Regions from separate parts of the Mus musculus genome. Here all the other regions are linked to region 2. A link is a contact called in public ChIA-PET and promoter capture Hi-C data. All regions are on one chromosome and are shown on one strand. The core of a region is the stretch at or near the end of the contact, and the rest is flanking DNA. Distances in the headings are between cores, read along the strand shown. Region 1 overlaps Rapgef4 (Rap guanine nucleotide exchange factor (GEF) 4). Region 2 overlaps Itga6 (integrin alpha 6). Region 3 holds the start of Slc25a12 (solute carrier family 25 (mitochondrial carrier, Aralar), member 12).

Region 1 (3,566 bases), core at 534-3,033, 320 kb before region 2:
GGGGTCCTTAGTAAGACTCTATCCCAAAAAATAGGGAGGAGGTGGTGAGATAGCTCAACAGGTAAAAACACTTGCTACAAGCTTGACCTGAGTCCAATCCCAATTTTCCTCTGATTTCCATGCATATGGTATGGTGTATACTTAGGCAAACATTCACAGAATAAACAAATGAACGAGCAAATGTAATAAATAATAATTATTTTTTAAAAGGCTGCCACTTGACTAGGTCCAATTGAGTAATTATAATAAAGATATTAAGTTTGGGAAATCTGAATATTGGCTAGATGGATGTTTTTAAGGGAAATGATGGCAGCTGTTTTATCTAGTTGAAGTTCTGAATACATATGGAAAAGCCTATGTTTTCAAAAAGGCCTCCTAGCTGTGTGGGGATGTATACACGTAATCCTAGATACTGAGGAGGCTGAGGCAGGAAGACTGCAAGTTAGGCTAGTCTCAGGTGTGCAGGAAGACAGTGTGAAGAGAGGGAGGGATACAGGGAGAGAGGCAGAGAGAGCACCAAGTCCAGGCTCCTTAGCTTTTAGGAGATGGTAAAGGGGCTGTTAATGAGTCCAGACTTCCAAGTGTGGAGAATAATGCCAGAAAACAAAGACCACACGACAAGTCCCCCAGTTTCCAGAGAGAAGAGCAGGGCCAGAAAGTTATTAAATTAATAAGAGCAATGGGAGCCACCAAGTCTATTGGTGACTTTAACTGTGGAGGAATTCATTTAAAGTCCTGGGCAGAAGCCAGACTTCGTGGGGCTAAGTAAGTGGCTATGGATGAGAACATAATAGCTAATACATTATGTGAGATTATTTTGTGCCTGGCACTCTTTTAGACTCGTGACACATTTTGATTCATTTAATACAACAACCCTATAAGGAAACTGAGGCACAAGACATCAGTGGTTTGCCTGTGGTCATAGCTAGGAGACAGCATGGTTGATTTTTTTTTTAAACTCGGGCATTCCTAAGAGAACTGGTTATTCCTAGCTTAGCCAAGAGGGAGAAGAAAGGGAACTGAGGAGAAGGAGAGAAAAAAGGAAGGAAGGAAGGAAGAAAGGGAGGGAGGGAGGGAGGGGAGGAGGGAAGAAGGAAGGAAGGAAGGGAGGAAGGGAGGGAGAGAGGGAAGAAGGAAGGAAGGAAGGAAGGAAGGAAGGAAGGAAGGAAGGAAGGAAGGAAGGAAGGGAGGGAGGGAGGGAGGGAGGGAGGGAGGGAGGGAGGACTGGCCTCCCTCTTTCCAACTCCCTTTTTGGGGAGGCAGATGTGGGGAGGTGGGAGGGGCTATAGAGAAAGGCAGTGGCATCAAAACTGTAGGGTAGAAGTGAGAAATCTTGAAGATTCAAGACAAGCAAGGAGGTAGCCCTGCAGAAACTAACAAGTCAGGAATGATAGTGACCTTGGAGGAGAAAGGGAGAGGGGATGACGCTCACTGCCACGCCCATAGCTGCCCATCCAAGTGCCACAAGTTCAAATACTCCACGCACACTCACAGGCACCTGGAAGAGGGATGGTGGGATGGAGGAAAGAGGACTGAAGAGGTGGCTCAATAGTTAAGATCATGTACTGTTTTGCCAGAGGACTGGAACAGTTCCTAGCACCCATGTCAGATGTCTCACAACTGCTTCAAGGAATCTGATGCCCTCTGTGGCCACTAAGGGAACCTGCATGCATGTGCACAGACACATACATCAAAATAAAATCAACCTTTTAGAAAGTACCACACGACTCACCCTACCACTATTTTTAAACCTCAGCCAGATGTGGGTCTCTCATAGGAGCTCGGTTTTCTGCTGGCTTACATCGAAGGTGTCTACCACACACCACTTAGCTACACTTACATTTGTGTCATGAGTACCAAAGTTAAGCTGGCCATCACCTTCCTGTGTGGTAGAGCACCTAGCACCTAACAAAAGCCTCAGACTGGTAGGGGTCATTTAACAAGAGCAAATGACTTAAGCTTCTCTCTAAGGCCAATGGAGCTAAACTGAACTGGAGGTGGGTTCCTGGGTTCCAGACTCCACATGTGCCGAGTCAAACACAGCTCAGGAACCTATTTTGAAAAGGACACAGAAATGCTCCAAGCATGTGGATGTCCAGTATGTGGAATTCCCAGCCTGCACCAGAGCCGGCACTTGCTACTAGTGAATACCCCACAGCTCAGACCACGTGTGTATTAGCTCCAGTGTGAGCTGCTGGACTCTTACACCAGAGTCAGGGTGCCTCCTTTGTCATGCTGGTGTACAACATTTTGTTGTTGTTGTTACATGAAAACACATAGCACACAACAAATCTTCAGACACAAAACATTCACATTTCACTTACTGTCATTGTTAGAGCCCGTTTCCATAACACCATAGGGAGGAGCCAGAAGTCCGGCCATATACTGTCGGTATTTCTGCAAGATAAAATCAGACAAGATTGAGAAGTCAGCTTTGTTCCTTTATTTACATGTGAAAGAACAGAGACCCTGGGTATCTGAGGCTCTTATTTATAGAGCCAGGAAGTATGCTCTCTGGGGCTCTGGGTTTAAACTAAAGATGTGGGGTTCAGGGAGGGGCTTCCTAGGTGAGACTGTGTGTTTCCTCTGCCCAGGGCAGGGCTCCACTCAGCTGCTTCATTTACATGGTATGCATTTGTAGAGATGGAGTGAAGGGGTTCCTACCTCTCCACACCCTGTACACTCAGGCACCTGAGAAGCAGTGCTGAGTGTTTACAGGCTCAGATCACAGTAACCTTGCTGCCTACCTCCTCTGAGGTGAATGCCTCCGAATCAGCCTCTTTCAAAGCCAAAAGAAATGCTCAGCGGCTCCTGGAACCTGTCTCTATGAAAGAAGCCCGACTGGCTGCTGTTTGCCTCCTTCCTTTCATAGGGCACACCTGCCTGCTATGTGACCCCTCCAGAGCACTTTTGTTACATTGTCAAATAAAAACCATCTGGCTTAATTTAGACGCTCCTGGATTGTCTTCCCCTGGCTTTTGGTCCAGGCATGCTCTGAAACTTGGGGCTCCGGGATGTATGTGATTAGTGTCTGTGTTGTGTGGGAGGGATAAGGTTTTGAGCATCAGGCTAGAAAGGAGGGGCATTTACAATGAATGAAAGGTGAACGCTCTCAGGCAATAAATGCAGCTTCCTCCCTTGCACAATGAAACGTGGGTAATTTTACTGATTGTGTGGTATCATGTATATTTATGGTTTGTAATCACAGTGACACACATACATGCACGTAAATGTTAAACAGCATCAAAAGAGCCAGCTCCCGATTCATGTGTGTCATACAAACACCAGCAGAAAGACTTCATCTGTAGCAATGGGCAGCTGGTGACACGTGGTACCCAGTAACCATCTGGTCCATTTTAACAGTGTTGTCATGGTACTTTCTCTAAAGAGCCTTCTAACCAAGATATGACTAGCTCCTCCCACCCCCCTTTTTTTCCCTCTTAGTTAGGAAGCACTAAATCAGCTTGTGTGCATGCTAACATTAAGATGGCAGATTTCCTCAGTCTCTGAGCTCATCACTCAGACATGCTTACAGCACCAAACATCACTCAGTATTATTGTCATTC
Region 2 (3,560 bases), core at 963-3,462:
TTACAGAACTGGCAGGTAGCTGGGCGCAATGCTGGTATCGGAAGACACTCTTCATAGAACAAGCATAGACCATGTGACTCACAGAACAGTTTTCTCTCTCAACTCTAGGTGGGAAGCAGCCATCATGTTCTATCTAGTAGGTACACATCTGTTTCCAACGCTGCCTCCCCCCCCCCCCCCCCCCCCCCAGGTACTGTACTGGCTGGTTTTGTGTGTCAACTTGACACAAGCTGGAGTTATCACAGAGAAAGGAGCTTCCCTTGAGGAAATGCCTCCATAAGATCCAGCTGTAAGGCATTTTCTCAATTAGTGATCAAGGGGGAAAGGCCCCTTGTGGGTGGTGCCATCTCTGGGCTGGTAGTCTTGGGTTCTATAAGAGAGCAGGCAGAATAAACCAGGGGAAGCAAGCCAGGAAGGAACATCCCTCCATGGCCTCTGCATCAGCTCCTGCTTCCTGACCTGCTTGAGTTCCAGTCCTGACTTCCTTGGTGATCAACAGCAGTATGGAAGTGTAAGCCGAATAAACCCTTTCCTCCCCAACTTGCTTCTTGGTCGTAATGTTTTGGGCAGGAATAGAAACCCTGACTAAGACAGGTATCCTCCAGGGAACACTTTGACTACACCTAGCTTTGCAACACTGTATCTACAGATTAAGAATCCAACTCTTGCCCATGTCACAATTAATCTCTTCCCTTTTTCTTTTTCTTCAGCTCTATTGAGGATATAGTTGACAAGGAGAATCTCCATCTATTTAAAGTGCAACACGTGATGTTCTGTCTCATGGGTACATGATACAAGCTCCCCCATATCAACCAGTCTCCCACAAAGGCTGAGAAATGAAGTGGCAGCTGTGGGTGGGACATTCCTCTTCTCTCCACCCCAGACTTTCCCCAAGGAGTGGCTCCTAATCCCAACTCATGATCGGCAGGCAGCGGAGAGCTTTCACTTCATTAGCAGAGGGGCTGGCTGGTCACGTGGTTTACAACCTCTAGGGTAAGAAACAAACAATACAAGAGACAGAAAGAAAGAACACACACCGGACCACACAGAGAAGTGGAAACCAGAGCTTTGAGGTATGGGCTGGAGATGGAAAGCCAGCTGGGAACAAACAATAAACCCTCTGAAGGGAGCAAAGTGCACTGGGAAGCCTGCAGGGTCAGGTGCAAAAGGAACAACAAAAACCAACGCTAGCTAACATCAGCAAAGTGCACTGGGAAGCCTGCAGGGTCAGGTGCAAAATGAACAACAAAAACCAACTCTAGCTAACATCCCCACTACCTCTTCCTTGCTGGGATGGATCCCAGTTAAAAAGTAAATACACTAACGGCTATGCTGCTGCAGGTGCAACAGGGGGAAGGGGATCACATCTGCCCAGGAGAAACAGGAGCATGACGATGGCTTCCATGGGGACAGTGGCTGCCCTTCCTACCAGACAGATAACCCATCTCCTCACCTGAGGCAGTTCGCACTGCCCACTTCTAGTTCCAAGTCTACATTGGAAATGATGAACCCGCACACACCAAAGCAACGGAACTGAAGTGGAGACTTAGGGAAGCAATTGCCCCCCGGGTCCCCAAATTTATCAATCAATAGGGGGTATAGAGAAGCCAGGGTGCAGGGGTCTGCATAGGCCCACCAGGTATCCAAGTAACACTGTCCCTGCAGGAGCTCACAATACCTGAGAGACGAGGTGGCCTAGAATGTGCAGAGAATGGGTTTTGATGCTTGGCAGATGTGGGATGGACCCTGTGCTGGGGTGGCTAGAGAAACAAACAATGAGCTGAACCATGAGTAAACAGAAGCTAAGGAGCCTGCACCCTCCCATTTGATAGGAAATCGAGGCCTTGACAGAGATTAATTATGAGGCCTCTGGACCTCACAGCCAGGTGCCAGGCAGGACAAAGATTACCTAGAAACAGTGTCCCTGTCCCTGCGTAATGAATGCTCCCCAAGAAACAAAACTGAACAACTAAAACGTTTAGCACAAAAGCCAGCCTATAACAATGACACACTGAAATAAAAACCACTGGCATACTGACAGATTTAAGTCTGACTCCCAGCAGGCGAAGGGAAAAAGAACCCAGGCCCAATGGTGGGTAAAGGTAACCAACTGCCAAGAGGAGACTCAAAGGGCAGCTCCGACAGCCTAGACAGCTTTCCCTCCTCTAACCACTTCCTCTTACACACACCCAAGGAGGCTGCTAAGGGTGGCAGGCTACTTCCTGTTTACCAAGCTCCTCCTACAGCCAATTACTGCTTCAACAAGTACTGCCCCAGGATGCATAAGGGACGGCCTCCCAGGTAGCTTCCATCTCCTAAAACTCCAGTGTGGCTCCACCTGATCCAGAAGTAGCTAGCTCAGAAAAGGACTGGGAGGGAGAGGGCAAGTGCTTTGTAGAGAGAGTGCTACCAGGAAATGACAGCAGAAGAGACCTAGGAGGGACAGCAGAGAACAGGCAAGACTGGCTTTGCTTCCAAGGGAGGAGCTAGAGCAGTGGGTCTCAACACTCCTAATGCCACCACCCTTTAGTACGGTTCCTCATGTTATGGTGACCCCCAACCATAACATTATCTTTGTTGCTACTTCATAACTGTAATTCTGCTACTGTTATGAAACATAATGTAAATATCTGATATTTGAACCTAGTGAAAGAAAGGGTTGTTTGACCCCTGAAGGGGTCACGACCCACAAGTTAAGAAGCACTGAGATAGCCGCCGTAGGAGACTGGAGTCTGGTGATTTGGTAAGTGGAGTTGAAGATGGACAGACAGCCTGGTGAGAAGACAGGCTCAGGGGAGAGAGGTAGGAGAGGAGGCCCGCAGAGCCTAAGGATGCAGCCATCTCTTGAGCCTTTCTGGGTCCCTACATGGGATAGGCACTTCAAAGGTTTCCAGCAACATGAACAAGCTGTGCAGAGGCTGGAGGGATGACTCAGTGGTTAGTGCACCTGCCTGTTCTTTCCCAGAGGAGCAAAGTTCGGAGTCCAGCATCATCAAGTCTAATGCCTATAACTCCAAAGCCCTTTTCTGGCTTCCGCGGGCGGGGGGGGGGGGGGGGGCGTGCACGCGGGCTCTCTCTCTCTCTCTCTCTCTCTCTCTCTCTCTCTCTCGCGCACGCACGCACACACACACACACACACACACACACACACACACGTTTAAACAATAACAGACTGTGGAGGTTACTCCATGCACAGCCACAGGTCTTCAGAGCCAAGGGCTTTCTCCAACCCTTCTCTCCTCCATCCCCGGTGGGGCACAGGCATTGGACAGAGAAGGAAGTGGCGGACTGCATAGAATAAAGGAAGGAGCCAGGTTGTCAGGCATAAAGACAATGTTAAGAGGCATACATCTATAAAGGATAATGCCAGTTGAAAGGGTGCCTACCCCAGACTCTGCCCACACGGCTTCTTAAGCATCCTGTTTCCATTTCAGATACCTTCTGGGAGGGAGGGAAGAGGATCCACACCGGCTGCAGGAGTGGGTGGCTACAAAAGGGAATGGCCTGCCAGCAGAGGGCGCCTGTTGCACCACTCTGCATTTCAAGGCTATACTGCGAGC
Region 3 (3,567 bases), core at 858-3,357, 450 kb after region 2:
TCCATCACTATTTACGCCCCCCCCCCCCCTTTTTTAATTTAAAGGAGCATGTCTCACTTAAGAAAGAAAATAAGGGCTGGAGAGATGGCTCAGTGGCTAAGAGCACTGACTGCTCTTCCAGAGGTCCTGAGTTCAATTAGCAACAACATTATGGCTCACAACCATCTGTAATGGGATCCAATCCCCTTATCTGGTATGTGTGGAGACAGCTACTTTACTCATATACATAAAATAAATAAATAAAATCTTAAAAAGAAAGAAAGAAAGAAAATAGTAGTTGGATGTAGTTATGCTCCCCTTAATCCCAACACTCTGGATAGAGAGGCAAGGTGGGTCTCTGTGAGTTTGAGGGTACCCTGGCCCACAGAGCAAGTTCCAGGACAGCCAGGGCTACACAGAGAAACCCTGTCTCAAAACAAATAAACAAAAGGCAACCAACTAAACAATAACCAAAAAAAAAAAAAAAAAAAAAAAACCAAATATGGTTGAGGTCCTGGGTAAACACAATCGCTAAATGTCTGGCTTTTACTGGGCTCTGATATTTTCAAATAGCACATATTTATTGATAGACACAAGTATTCATGGCATGTATATGATTTTATGAATTAAGTAGATTTAATTTTAATACTATAATGACAAGAAATCTCATCACTTCCTTCCCTCTCACAAAACCCATGTCGAGTGCACTAATGATCAGTTTTAAACAAGTCAACCATGTTTCTTTTAAAAAGACTTATCCCCTTGCCTGGTCTCAAAGATATTGAAAAGTGAGCACACGAAGCCTATAACTGGTGGGTGGGAATAAAGGCAATATACTACTACAGGAGACATCATCAGCTTGTTACAAATTTTCTTGTAATAACCCAGGGATAATCAAATATTGCAACATTTAAGTATGATTGAGCCAAGGGTATGATATCTACAATATGTAGGATTGCTATTTAGTTTTATAACTTAAAATGGTCTATGATAATGGTGGCAAAGAAGGTCTTTGCAATAAATAACTACTTATACACATACTTCATATGCATATATGTGTATTTATATCCACACTTTACAAATAGGACCATGTCTAGCACATGGAGGATTTTAGTAAATATTTGGGTGAATATCAATATGAGAACTAATAGGATCTTTTCTCCCCTTCTTTTTTTTTTTTTAACAATTTTTAATTTTATTCACCTTAGTGCTTAGATGAAATGTGGAAAATAGGTGTTGATTATCTTTCTACCTTTAATGAGTTCTGAGGAGCCTCAGACTGAGCTATCACCTCGGATCCGCACCCCTCTTCCCCCTCCACACACCCCCCCCCCCCCGCCTCCCTCCCTTCCCCTTTCTTACTTCTCCTCTATTCCTTTCGTTTTTCTTTTCTTTGAAGACGCGTCTTATGCATCCAGGCTGGCCTCTAACTCTTATGCAGCCGAGGATGACATTCCGATTATCCTGCCTCCATTTCTCAAGCCTGGGGATTACAGTCGGATACTACTTCGCCAAGATAGAGTTTATGTGCTACTGGGCATAGAACCCGGGACTTCCAGCATGTTAGTTAGGCACTCCAGCAACTTAAGCTACTTGCCTGGCCCTCACATATCTTAATGGCAAGCCTCAGTTTTAGAGACATTAATTTAGCTTAAGGCAGGGCTGGGAATTCACAGAGGAATTGTTTCCTGTAGAAGAGAAAGTCAGCATAGCAAGTACCAGCTCCAAGATAAATAAAGTTGTTTTCTATATACATTGTACAAAGAATTTGGGTGGTTAAGAGAGTGAAGCGAATCTATTAATAAACCATTAGGGATATCCCAAGGAATGTTAATTCAGGAGCATATTTCTGAAGTTATGTTTACTTAGGTTTTCCCTTTAAAAAACCTAACTAATCATTTTCCTTATCAATATTTGTCACTGGTTGTCATAAACTCATTATTAATGGGACAAGCTCTCATATGCTTCCAACCTTGCTCAATACAGGCCCCAAGTGTTCCTTTAAGCCCCAAGAGGGAACCGACTTTGGCTGAAGCCGGTGCCCAAAGCCACACCCACTGCCAGGCCTTGGGACTTGGGGCTGGCCCAGAGGAGCCTCTGCTCACACTGCGCGTTGGAATCCGGCGACCGGAGCTCTGGTGTCCCCCGCAAGAGGTGCGACTGCCCCGCCGGCCCGCTGATGGATCAACCAAGGCCACTCGGTGCGCACCACCGACGCGCTCTAGCTCATTTGCATATAGACGGGCGCGGCGCTGCGACAGGAGGGAGCGCGGGCGCGGCCCCGGGCCGTGGCGCGCGCGCGCCCTGACAGCTCGGCCCAGCTCGCTCACTCGCTCGTTCCCGGCTTCCGAGCACAGCATGGCGGTCAAGGTGACTCCAACTCTCTGCTGCTGCTTTTATTGCATAAGAGACGTTCCAAGGGCCCCGAGTGCAGCCCCCCGCCTCTTTCCGTTGCTTTCTTTGCCTGGTTCTTAGCCAGTGCGTCCCGGGGCTCTAGATTGCGGGTGGAGAGCTGTGCTGGGCTTGGACCGGAGCGAAGAGGATGCCCGGCTGGGGGAGGGGAAGGAGGAGGGATCGTGAGTTGGAGGGGCTCCTGAGGACCATGGTCGGGAGGAGGAAAAGAGTAGTGTTTTGTCCTAGGTACATGGGATTGCGAGCACAGAGTTGGAGAGCATCAGAGAGGGACTGAGAGTCAGCGGGCAGGAGAACCGGGGATACCCAGGGCATCCGCGGTGGGGGAGGGGGTGGGTGTTGTCATTTGGGGCCACAATACAGCCCAGGGCACTGGTTGACATTTGCCTGGCAGGTTGTCAGATGTCGAAAGTATCCGTATTGTGGCAGCTCTCAAGGTTTAGGTCAGATGGAGAAAGGGTCGCCAAGATGACGATGTACTGTTTCTGCTTTCCACAAGAAAGGCTGCTAGGCCCGGCTATTAATTTGGCTGTTTTACATCTCCTGTTGCTCCTCTCTTGAGGCTCTCAGGATTTGTAGCTTGGTGGTTGCTACTGTATTGCTAGTAGTTGTGGAATAAAGTAAACGATTACATTGGTTTCCCTTTCCAGTTCACAGGAAGTGCCGTCTGTAATTTGCTCTATCTTGCACTATTCACACCCTTTTCTCCCACCCCTTAGCCGTAGATCTCCGGTTTGACAGGTGTTATCAGCAATTAAGCTTTGGGTTTGTTTTTAGACTAAATGACCTTATGAAAGATAAATGAGTTGTTAGCAGATGTAAACTATAATCTAAAGAGATTATGTGGTTTCTAGCTAAGCATTAACCAGTCATTCCCCCCCCCCCCTCAGGTGCATACAACCAAACGAGGTGATCCTCATGAGCTGAGAAACATATTCCTCCAGGTAAGTGAAAGAATTTTACATCAGGGAAAGAATGGGAAGAACATGATCGTTATTCCTCTTTAAGCTCTCTAACTTTGAGAAATGCTCTTCTCACAAACATGAGTGGAGGATGTCCTTTGTACTTGGTTTGTTTTGGTTTTTTTTTGAGACAGATTTTCCTTGTGTAGCTCTGGCTGTCCTGGAACTTGCTTTGTAGACCAGGCTGTCCTGGAACTCGGAGGATCTACCTGCC

Evidence for each region. Promoter capture Hi-C pulls out the DNA fragments that hold promoters and counts their contacts. ChIA-PET counts read pairs in DNA pulled down with a chosen protein or histone mark.
Region 1: an RNA polymerase II ChIA-PET map of memory CD8 T cells shows a contact between it and region 2, with 11 read pairs. The contact joins two enhancer-like sites. A contact is called at or near these places in 2 of 39 promoter capture datasets (liver and stem cell-derived epiblast-like cells) and 1 of 115 datasets of contacts at active chromatin or transcription factors (memory CD8 T cells).
Region 3: a promoter capture Hi-C map of liver shows a contact between it and region 2, with 4 times the contacts expected there. The contact joins the promoter of Slc25a12 here to the enhancer-like site in region 2. A contact is called at or near these places in 10 of 39 promoter capture datasets (the 3T3-L1 cell line, frontonasal cranial neural crest, hippocampal neurons and 6 more), 3 of 484 Hi-C or Micro-C datasets (bone marrow-derived macrophages, cortical neurons and liver), 6 of 115 datasets of contacts at active chromatin or transcription factors (the NIH/3T3 cell line, astrocytes, embryonic forebrain and 3 more) and 1 of 9 other capture datasets (liver).

What each region holds. Positions count from the first base shown.
Region 1 is chr2:72,136,073-72,139,638 of GRCm38.p6, reverse strand. Rapgef4 (Rap guanine nucleotide exchange factor (GEF) 4) reads right to left here. Exons shown (of 31, transcript NM_001204165.1): 5 at 2,325-2,397. Among named protein-coding and RNA genes, the nearest start is that of Gm29940, 83 kb to the right of the region's middle. Within about 2 kb of position 1,783, at least 29 of the 459 cell types and tissues checked have an H3K27ac peak or open chromatin away from gene starts, as enhancers often do. A contact at or near this core is called in memory CD8 T cells, where this site is marked.
Region 2 is chr2:71,812,858-71,816,417 of GRCm38.p6, reverse strand. The region is part of intron 1 of Itga6 (integrin alpha 6); the gene reads right to left. Among named protein-coding and RNA genes, the nearest start is that of Itga6, 28 kb to the right of the region's middle. Within about 2 kb of position 2,212, at least 203 of the 459 cell types and tissues checked have an H3K27ac peak or open chromatin away from gene starts, as enhancers often do. A contact at or near this core is called in astrocytes, bone marrow-derived macrophages, liver and 5 more, where this site is marked.
Region 3 is chr2:71,366,295-71,369,861 of GRCm38.p6, reverse strand. Slc25a12 (solute carrier family 25 (mitochondrial carrier, Aralar), member 12) reads left to right here and starts at 2,107. Exons shown (of 18, transcript NM_172436.4): 1 at 2,107-2,349; 2 at 3,282-3,335. The coding sequence starts at 2,338.